Regions from separate parts of the Mus musculus genome. Here region 1 is linked to region 2. A link is a contact called in public Hi-C data. All regions are on one chromosome and are shown on one strand. The core of a region is the stretch at or near the end of the contact, and the rest is flanking DNA. Distances in the headings are between cores, read along the strand shown.

Region 1 (4,522 bases), core at 1,492-3,991, 460 kb before region 2:
CAAAGTCATTGGAGAGTGCCAGAAGCAAGGGTCAGGCTGCGTGGGTCTGGAGTTACAGTTAGTTGTAAGCTGCTAAGAATCAAACCTTGGTGCTTTGGGGTGCCCGTAACTGGATAAGCTCTCTACAGCCCTAGTTCTCAGAGCTCAGGGACTATTTTCTGAAGGGGAATGAGGAAGAGGAGGAGGAGGAAGAGGAAAAGATCACTCAGGGGAGGAGAACAGGCTGAGATTCACAGGTTGAGAGCAGGGTCATGTGCGTTGCATGGGTTGCAGGAGAAGGAAGTTAGCAAGCAGGTGCTTAGTCAATACTGACATCACAGCTGAAAAGCACCCTAAAGAGAAACAGCTACAAGTTTCCTGCTCATCAGCTGTGCGGTTATTTACATACAGCCTAGGAAGGCTAAAGCCCACACCCTCATCACTATTCCCCAGGGCTTCCCCAGTCAAGCTTCTCTTGGGATGCTATGAAATGCTTGGGCTGCGCCACATGAAGCTTCATCTGATTCAGGTTACACTCTGAGATGTACCGGCGGCCCCTGCTCGGAATAGTCTTCCTTGGCTACAGCATCATTTAAAAAAAAAAAAGCCTATCAAATTAATAAGATGAAATCACAGTAATGATTAAAAGTGTCAGTAATAGTAAAACGGGTGCATACACTAGGTTACCTAACTTGTATTATGAGTTGTGCTTCCTGGAGTCACCTCCACTTCAGGGCTGTGTAATTGGAGACATCTCGCTCAAGTAACTTGTGGAAGCTTACGTGTTCAGGAAAGGATACAAGTGGGAGTGAAACCCGGAACGATGCCCCAGTGTCTGCTACACAGCGGCCACACAGGTGGACTGTCAGGTGAGCGTCCTCATCCACTGCCATCAATCACAGTGTGTGGATTTTAAGGCCTTGACTTACTACTGTATGCCCCAGCCATTCTACCCCTACTACCCAAGACAACTGACAACATGCTCACAAAACTAGCAATGTTCTTCATACTAGACTAAATAGAATCATGCAAATGTCCATCGGTCTCAATGGACACACAAAATGCCTTATAGTCATACACTGGACTACTATTTAGTCCCAACAAGAAATGGAGCCATAATCCATGCTATAGTTTACCTGTTTAATTTTTCTTTCCATTTAACATGTATTTACTCTCTGTGTGCGCAAGTGCACACTCATACGTGGAACAGTTAGGGATGTCAGAAGACAGCTAACAATAATGGGTTCTTCCCTTCCACTATGTGGAGCCCAGAAATAGAACTGGGTCTCAGGGTGGTAAGCATGTTTACCCACTGAGCCATCTCACCAGCCCCTACTATAGCTTAGATACACACACACACACACACACACACACACACACACACACACTAGTGTTAAAGTAAAAGAAGTCAGCTCGGCATGGTGGTGCACGCCTTTAATCCCAGCACTTGGGAGACAGAGGCAGGCAAATTTCTGAGTTCGAGGCCAGCCTGGTCTACAGAGTGAGTTCCAGGACAGCCAGGGCTACACAGAGAAACCCTGTCTCAAACAACAACAGCATCAACAACAACAACAAAAAAAAAATAACAAAAACAAAAGAAGTCCGTTTCATTTATACGAACTATCTAGAATATGTAAGTCTTTGAAAAGGTAGAACATAGATTAAGATGGGGTCTCTAGGGTGACTGCATGTGACATTATCCATAAAGATAGGTTCTATAGATTGACTGAGAAAAACAGCTCATGATGAGGGAAGGATCTGGTGAGGTCTCGCACACACAGTGCAAATGTTAACCACTTCTGCTCCCAGTCTTCTGGGCGGAAAACACATTCTAAATCTTTCTCTTTGAAGCTACAACCCTGTGTGTTTAACATTCTTGGTTCCCACAGTGTTTATCTGAAGGTACAACGACCTCTGTTCCTCGTACAGGTTACAGAGCTGGGAACAGAACGGAGACAAGTTTAGTCTGCACGTATAGACACTACTTCCTACCTTAGGGATGGGCTACTTGTTTCTCTCCAAAAGCATTTACTCCTAGCAACACCCATCTCCTCCCACAAATAGAACTAAATAAAGATTCTGTTGCAATTTTCCCATCCAAGTAATGTTTGGAATGAGGGATCTAAAAGTCAGAATAAGGAACACTGGAACTAAAAACATCTATACAAGCCTGCGAGGCTAGATATGCCTGGAAGAGGCTAGATTGCCTTCTCTAAGGTGTGGAGCCAACACATGCTAATGCAGAGCCCTTCCTAAAGGTTGTGATTCACATACTATTTCCCCAACCGGTTACATAGTAAGTGCTAATGGGTCCAGTGTTTCCTAGTGAAGTTCGGAGTTGTACTATAGACAGACAATTCTGGTAGGAGTACGAAATATGGAAAACGCATAGGGAAATACGGAAATTCTGGTCACTGTCTGCTTTTGTTCCCTGGTTACCTTTAAGCGAGATTTGGTGATGGGTTTTGTTGTTGTTTTTGTTTTGTTTTTGAGGCACCGGACTCCGAGGACTTGAAACATTTCCACGCTGCTTCCTTGGGCCTTCCCTCAAAATCACGCACCTTACAAGACCATGCAGGTTGGAATTTGCGGTTCTGTCCCGCCCCGCCCACCTCCCGGCTCCAGGCGCCTGCACCGGAAGAACACCCCAGGCCTCCGCGGGCACCCGAGCGCTTAAGGGAGCCAAAGGCCACGCTGATTGGTTGAAGCTCGTGATCCACTGTCATAGCCAACCAATCCTGGGGCTCTGCCGAAGCAAGGTACTGTCCCTGCGCTGATCGCTCTGGAGCTCTGGCTAGAGGCCTCTGCTGCGGTCACCGTCCCCGCACCGTGTCGCGTGAGTGTTTCGGGTCACAGACACCTGGGAGGGAGGGGTCGGCTCCGTCGCACGGTCCCGCACAGCTGCAGCTCTGGCTGGGCAGGGAAGGCCAGGGCTCTGGGTTCTTGCTGATGCCTCCGAGGCTGACAGGTATTGCCAACCCAGTTCTGTGAGTGTGATCTCTCTGTACCATTGTCACCAAGTTGGGACAAGACTGCAGAGTGCAATGGACAGGAAAATGGAATTCCTTTAGGGAAATACCTATATGACGCTAAACTGGCTCAACAGAGCGAGAGTGGAAACAAAACAAAACACCCCCAGAGGTTATGTGCTTCCTGCTAGGGGACTTGGTTTGGAAGAGTTATTGAGAATGATAGTGATGTTGTGACTAGCCAAAAATTCTGGTACTAAATCAGGGAAGAAATCTGGATGACAGAAATCGTGTAGAATTTCTTTCCTTCTAAATGGAATCCAGGTTCCAAGGATGACCAGGGAAAGTCTGTCTGGGATCTGTACAATCAGGACACCCTTCCCAACACGCCTTTCCAGAGTAATTTGAATCATGGCCTCTTGGAACAGGAGACACGCCTGCCTCCCCATCCTCAACCCAAAACAAACAAACAAACAAAAATCCAGGAGCAGCCTGGACTCACATCTGTATCCTCCATCCTATAGGACATGGTGGTTGTCTGTGTTGCCTGTAATAAGTCAGTTTGGGGCCACGCTTACTTATCGCTGATAATATCGTGTCTCTGGGAGAGAGACATTTGGAGGTATTTGGGACATCCTAAGGAAAGAGTGCAACATGGCTTTGTTAGGTATGGTCAGAAGAGGTTGGAAACACTGTTCAAGGGTGAAGTTACAGGGTGTGGCATGCTCATTGGCAGGTGAGATCTCCAGAGGGACACTCCTGTTTGCCTTCTATATTTAACCGTGTACCTGAGATTTCCCCCGACACATCCAAAGTCCAAGTCCAAGAGAGCAAGGCCCAGAAGGAGGTAAGCCTAAATCCTAGCTAGCTTTTCAAAGTGTTTCTCTTCTCTTCTCTAGACGATTGACTGAAAGATTGTCCGACCACTTCAAGGGATGGAGAGCTAACCCCCTTAGGCCAAGGGACTGAGGGGAGAGTGTGTGTGTGTGTGTGTGTGTACTAGAAAACAGTCGGTTTCTTTGAAGATGTTTGAAGATGCTTGCAGCAGATGTAAAAATTCAACCGTCTGCTCCGACATGCAAAAGAAAACTAAAGGATGTTGAGCAGCCTGACAAGGTTGATCTTCTGTCAAGCATTCCTTATTTTGTGCAATTATTTGTGTGAAATAGAAGCCACAGAGACTATCATGATGGATGATAACACTTCTCCTGCAGGCTCAGCTGGAAATGACTCATGTGAGCTGCCAATACTTAGATAAGAGAGCAAACGGCTAGAGACCCCTCCACGATGAGTGCCCTCTGCCGCTGCTGGTAGGGTGCTAAGTGGGACAGTGAGAGTCAGGAGGAATCATGATGTCCCAGGGCTGTGGAAGGCTCTCTCTTCCTTCCTGGGAAGTAGTTCAGCCTCTGCTCAGCCTCGCAGCTGATTGGCTCAAGGGCTGCTTAATTCCAGGGTGCGATCTTCGTCTTTGTCAGAATACACGGAAATCATTGAAACCAGGCTGTCAGTTCATACTCCCCTGGAGCCCGACTAACAGGGTAACCATCCCAACTGATTCGAACTACCCCTGTTCT
Region 2 (4,487 bases), core at 446-2,945:
AGGTGCTTGACTCTGGTGTGATACTGGACCCCATTCAGAGAAGCGGTCTGCTACCAAGAACACATGCTGTGGGCTCTTCTGAAGTCCAAGACGGTCTGGACTCAGAATCACATACAGGCAGAGAGGTTCGGGGTTGTATTCTGTGTTGATAGCCTTGTAATCATCAGGCAGTCCCCAAGGTACCCAAGCATTTGGAGTAGCTCAGGCTCACCGTGTCCACTCTGTGATGCTCTATTCCTGGTACTCTTGTTCCATACAGTTCCCATGAACACCATGTCAGCATGGAGAAGTATACATGCCTTGCCACATTGTTCATATCAAGCAATCAGGGCATGGCATTGCTTAGTGTGTGTTTCTATTTAGAGACATCTGGCTTTCACTGTTGATTCACTAGCATGGAGTTCATAGCTAGCAGGACTACAACATGCCCGAATAAAGCTTTTTAACAGATATATTTTTTTCTGCAAAGTGCATCACAGCATTCTTGTACTTAGAAACATGATAGAGCATTTTGCTAATATGCTTCTGTCCATTTTATATAGTCAAATCAACAGATAGCCCATAAATATATGAAAAACGTACAATATCCTTCACCATCAGGGAAATACAAATTAAAAGTCCACCGAGATTCTATCCAACCTCAGTCATCATGAAAATAAGCGCCAGCAAGGGTCCAGATGTGATCTAGCAGTACCACTCGGAGGTGCACACTCATCCCCACAGCGCAGAGACACCTATACATTCATGTGCATCACAGCACTGTCCACACAGCATAGACATGTATGGCTTAGGTGCCCACTGACAGGTGAATGGCAGATAGAGAAAATGTGGTGTCTGATTTAGCCATCAGGATGAGTGAAATTCTATCATTAGCAGGGAAAAAAGGTTATAGCTGGAACTGACGCATAACGGGCCAGATTCATAACTATTGCATTTTTTCTTATATATGGACTCTAGATAGAAAAGTCTTTGGGGCTGGGTCTTAGATTAGTGGTAGAGTCACACCCGTATACAAATGTGTATATAATATGACTGTAGATGGGTTCTTAGGGAGGGCAGAGCAGAACAGAGAAAACAATAGGGGTGACTCTGAGCAAAGTGCACGAGAGTGTGAGAGGGCCCATAGCTTCAGTCATTATTATCCACTCGTGTGTGTGTGTGTGTGTGCAAAGTGCACGGCAGTATGAGAGGGCCCATAGCTTCAGAAAGTATTATGATGCACGTGGGGGGGGGGGGAGAAGGGAAAGGGGAGGGGGAGAGGAGAAGTGGAGAGGGGGAGGGAGAGACAGAAAGGGTGAGAGAGGGAGAGAGGGAGAGGGGGAGAGGGGAGGAGGAGGAAAGGGAGAGGGGAGGGGGAGAGGAAGAGGGGATGGAGGGGGAGGGGAGGGGGGAGGGAGAGGGAGAGGGAGGAGATAGCTCAAGGGTACTTGCTTGGCATGGAGGCCCAGGGTTCAATCCCCAGTACTGTTCACCACCCACCCACAAACATAAAGAGCAAATGAAAGAGACCCTCAGTGTAGCACAGGACAAAATAAAATATAAACAAAAATAGAAAACCAAATCACCAAGAAAACACACAAAAGGAAATTAAGAGTGGAAAGAAACACAGACTGAGATGGATGTCTGTTTACTGAATGAAAACTCAAATGGAGAGATGTATTATAGCCTCAGTTTGGAACTGAGATACTGAGGGTGACTCAGCTCCGTGCCACCCCTGCGGAGCTGTGAAAGATTACAAGGGCTGATTTTAGGGCTACAGGCATGTCTGGAAGAGGGGTAGACTCAGAAATGTGGATTCCGTGCATCCTGAAGACTGACCATCTTTCTCTCCTACCACTGAAGAACTGGCACATGCATGATGGGGAGGGGTGTGGGTGGCAGACGGTACCTCAGACATTGTTGTCATGGCTGTGGTGACAGACACCTCCGTTGCGTTCCCCCCAGGATCGCCCACAGGCTTCACCTCTTCCCGCTTGGTTTTGTACTGCACACGGGAGAAAAACAGGCACACAAAGTAAAAAAGGAGACTTTTTTTTTTCAGCATCCAAGGCTCTACCACACGGATGTTATTTTAGCCAAATAACTGACACCCAAGGGTTCTACTGATGGCGCTTCTTTCTGTTGCTTCCAGCTTTTGTGGCTCCTCCCCAGAAGGCATTGGGACTAATTGGGATCTAAAAATCCAAACTCCCGACTCCCTCAACTGCCATTCAGTAATACCAGACCGTTCTCATGCTTTCATGGCAGGGGAAATGGATGGAGAAATACTGTGAAAGCAAGCAGGATTTATCTGTAGGCGCTCCCACAGCCAGGGAGATTCCTGTCAATCATTTTTAGTTTTTATAAACTGATCATTTTTCATCTGGAAAAATAACCTTAGTGCTTTGATAAAAATAGTCAAGATGACTAATACATTCCGAGAAAGGTGTAACTGGGTGGCTGTGCCCAAATCAGCAGTTCCTCCAGCTATTCAGTGAGAGAGAGAGAAAGAGAGAGAGAGAGAGAGAGAGTTCTGTTGAATCTCTCCCTTCAGCCCTGTTTGGTTCTGTGAGGCTTCAATCATGGTGGATTGAGAAAAAGCCACTATAGTATGATACTAGAAAGAACTGCCCCCCACACAGAATCTCTGCCAATTCTGAACTCTACAAATGGCTACTGTGGCTGAGCTCCAGAGGCACCTCATAAATAGAGGTGGTTCTGTTTCTGGTGGGGGCTGTGGAGAGCAATGTGATTGCCAGTTTTATTGGTATATATAGAGGTCTCTGTCCATGTAATTTATGCAAATAAATACAGCAGTTTGTGAGCGACTCAGCTGTTTTAAGGAGCCCAGATTAACAGAAAAGGAATTTTCAGTGGAGCAAAGACAATGGTGAACATTCATGAAAAAAGACATCTGATACACCCATGCCTTTCCTGCAGAACACTAGCACTGGGCATCTACTGGTTAAGGACAAGACCCAGTTCTGGATGGGCTGGCCACCATGTTAGACATAGAAGGTCACCTAGAGAGGCATGGGAAGAAGAGATGGAGAGCTCTTCTCTCCATTGCTTTGCATGTGCAGAGAGTCTGAGTTCTTTATAAATATAACATGGCTCTCCAAAATACAAATAAATAAAGTAGAACATGGTGGCTGGTTCTTGCTTTTCTCTGTCTGAGGGAGAGTATTAGGTGAGAAGCCAGTACTGTCAGTCATGGCCTACATTCACTACAGCCCCAAAGGCAGGAGTCATCAGAAACCCCACTGTGCACGGGTGCTGTTGGTTTTGATGGGCTACTTCCATTTCTTGTGTCATAGCTGAAAATGAAGTCACAGTGGGTCATAGGAACAAAGGAGCAACTTAGGACCAAAGCCATTGATGTTACCTGCTGAAAACAGGCTTGGACCAGATTCTCAGGGAACATGTTCCTGTTGGAGACACGGAAAACAGGCTTATATCAGGGAAGCATGCTTTGGGTTGTTAAGTTCTATATGTCAATAGGACTGAGACTAGCATAGCACGGGTTCTGTTTCTCATCTGGCGTCCGCTTTGCAGGGCACCCCTTGCATCAAGATTGATCTCTTTCTTCCTGAGTTCCTTCTAGTCAACCATCATTTAACAGAAGTCTTCCTCATCAACTCCACTTAACAGACTCCGTAAGTGGCATCCTAGCTGTTCTCAGGGAAGTCCTGCACAGGCAGATGGACACTCACTCACAGCTGAGACAGTTATTCGATTTTCTCTATCCTTCCACTTTTGTATCTGTCCTTGAATCCTTAACTCCAGTTGCAATTCTAACATAGTTCCCAAATTAAATATGTAAACCAATGAAATCCCAGTGTGAGAAAAACATGAATCCTATAAATAACTAAATTACATGCCTTGGAGACTCAGGAGCCCCAAGACATTCTCTCCTGATTAGTTAGGTATGGGAGCACAGCTGAAACACAATGAAAATTACTAAGTACTTCATTGTAAGTACTTCGTTGTAAGTACCTCACTGTAAGTACTTCATTGGCTTTCTTGGCGATTCCTTATGTCTTGGTTGTTCCACTCTATGGAAATGGAACCTAGTGATTCTAATGATGCATTTATAAGCCAGCAAATTCTGCAGAAGTGATGTGAGACTACAGCAGGCTGTCATGTGCAGAGACAACATTGCCAAACTACCCAATATATACATATTCTGTAACAGCTTTTTTTTTTAACATTTGTTTCTGCTTGAATTGATACTTTTAATTAATTTGCTCATTGTTTGTAGAGCTGACCACTTTAGAAAAGAGGGATTCTCTGTAACAATAAAAACATGAATTTCTTCAAGTAACCTGCAGAACTGACCACCCACTTCTGCCCAGTGTCTTTATGTAACAAACGCATTTCCTGCATCTCTGTCCATCCTAAGTCCTACACTGGATCCTGTTTGAACCATTACTCTCTGAGCCATGTTTGGCAAATAGAGAGTCCTGGCTATGTGATGTATAGGATTTATGGCAAAATGAGATGCATGA

Evidence for each region. A called contact is a pair of places that touch in the nucleus more often than the background predicts.
Region 1: a contact with region 2 is called in a Hi-C map of cerebral cortex, with 2.7 times the contacts expected there. A contact is called at or near these places in 5 of 39 promoter capture datasets (the 3T3-L1 cell line, cranial neural crest, embryonic stem cells and 1 more), 2 of 484 Hi-C or Micro-C datasets (cerebral cortex and nephron progenitors), 9 of 130 datasets of targeted methods (the NIH/3T3 cell line, T-cell acute lymphoblastic leukemia, astrocytes and 4 more) and 1 of 9 other capture datasets (adipose tissue).

What each region holds. Positions count from the first base shown.
Region 1 is chr19:29,360,090-29,364,611 of GRCm38.p6, reverse strand. It overlaps Plgrkt (plasminogen receptor, C-terminal lysine transmembrane protein), which reads left to right and starts at 2,741. Exons shown (of 6, transcript NM_026362.2): 1 at 2,741-2,815; 2 at 3,685-3,795. It also overlaps a transcript of Cd274 not described here.
Region 2 is chr19:28,895,004-28,899,490 of GRCm38.p6, reverse strand. It overlaps Slc1a1 (solute carrier family 1 (neuronal/epithelial high affinity glutamate transporter, system Xag), member 1), which reads right to left. Exons shown (of 12, transcript NM_009199.3): 5 at 3,365-3,407; 6 at 1,889-1,984. Among named protein-coding and RNA genes, the nearest start is that of Gm52404, 51 kb to the right of the region's middle.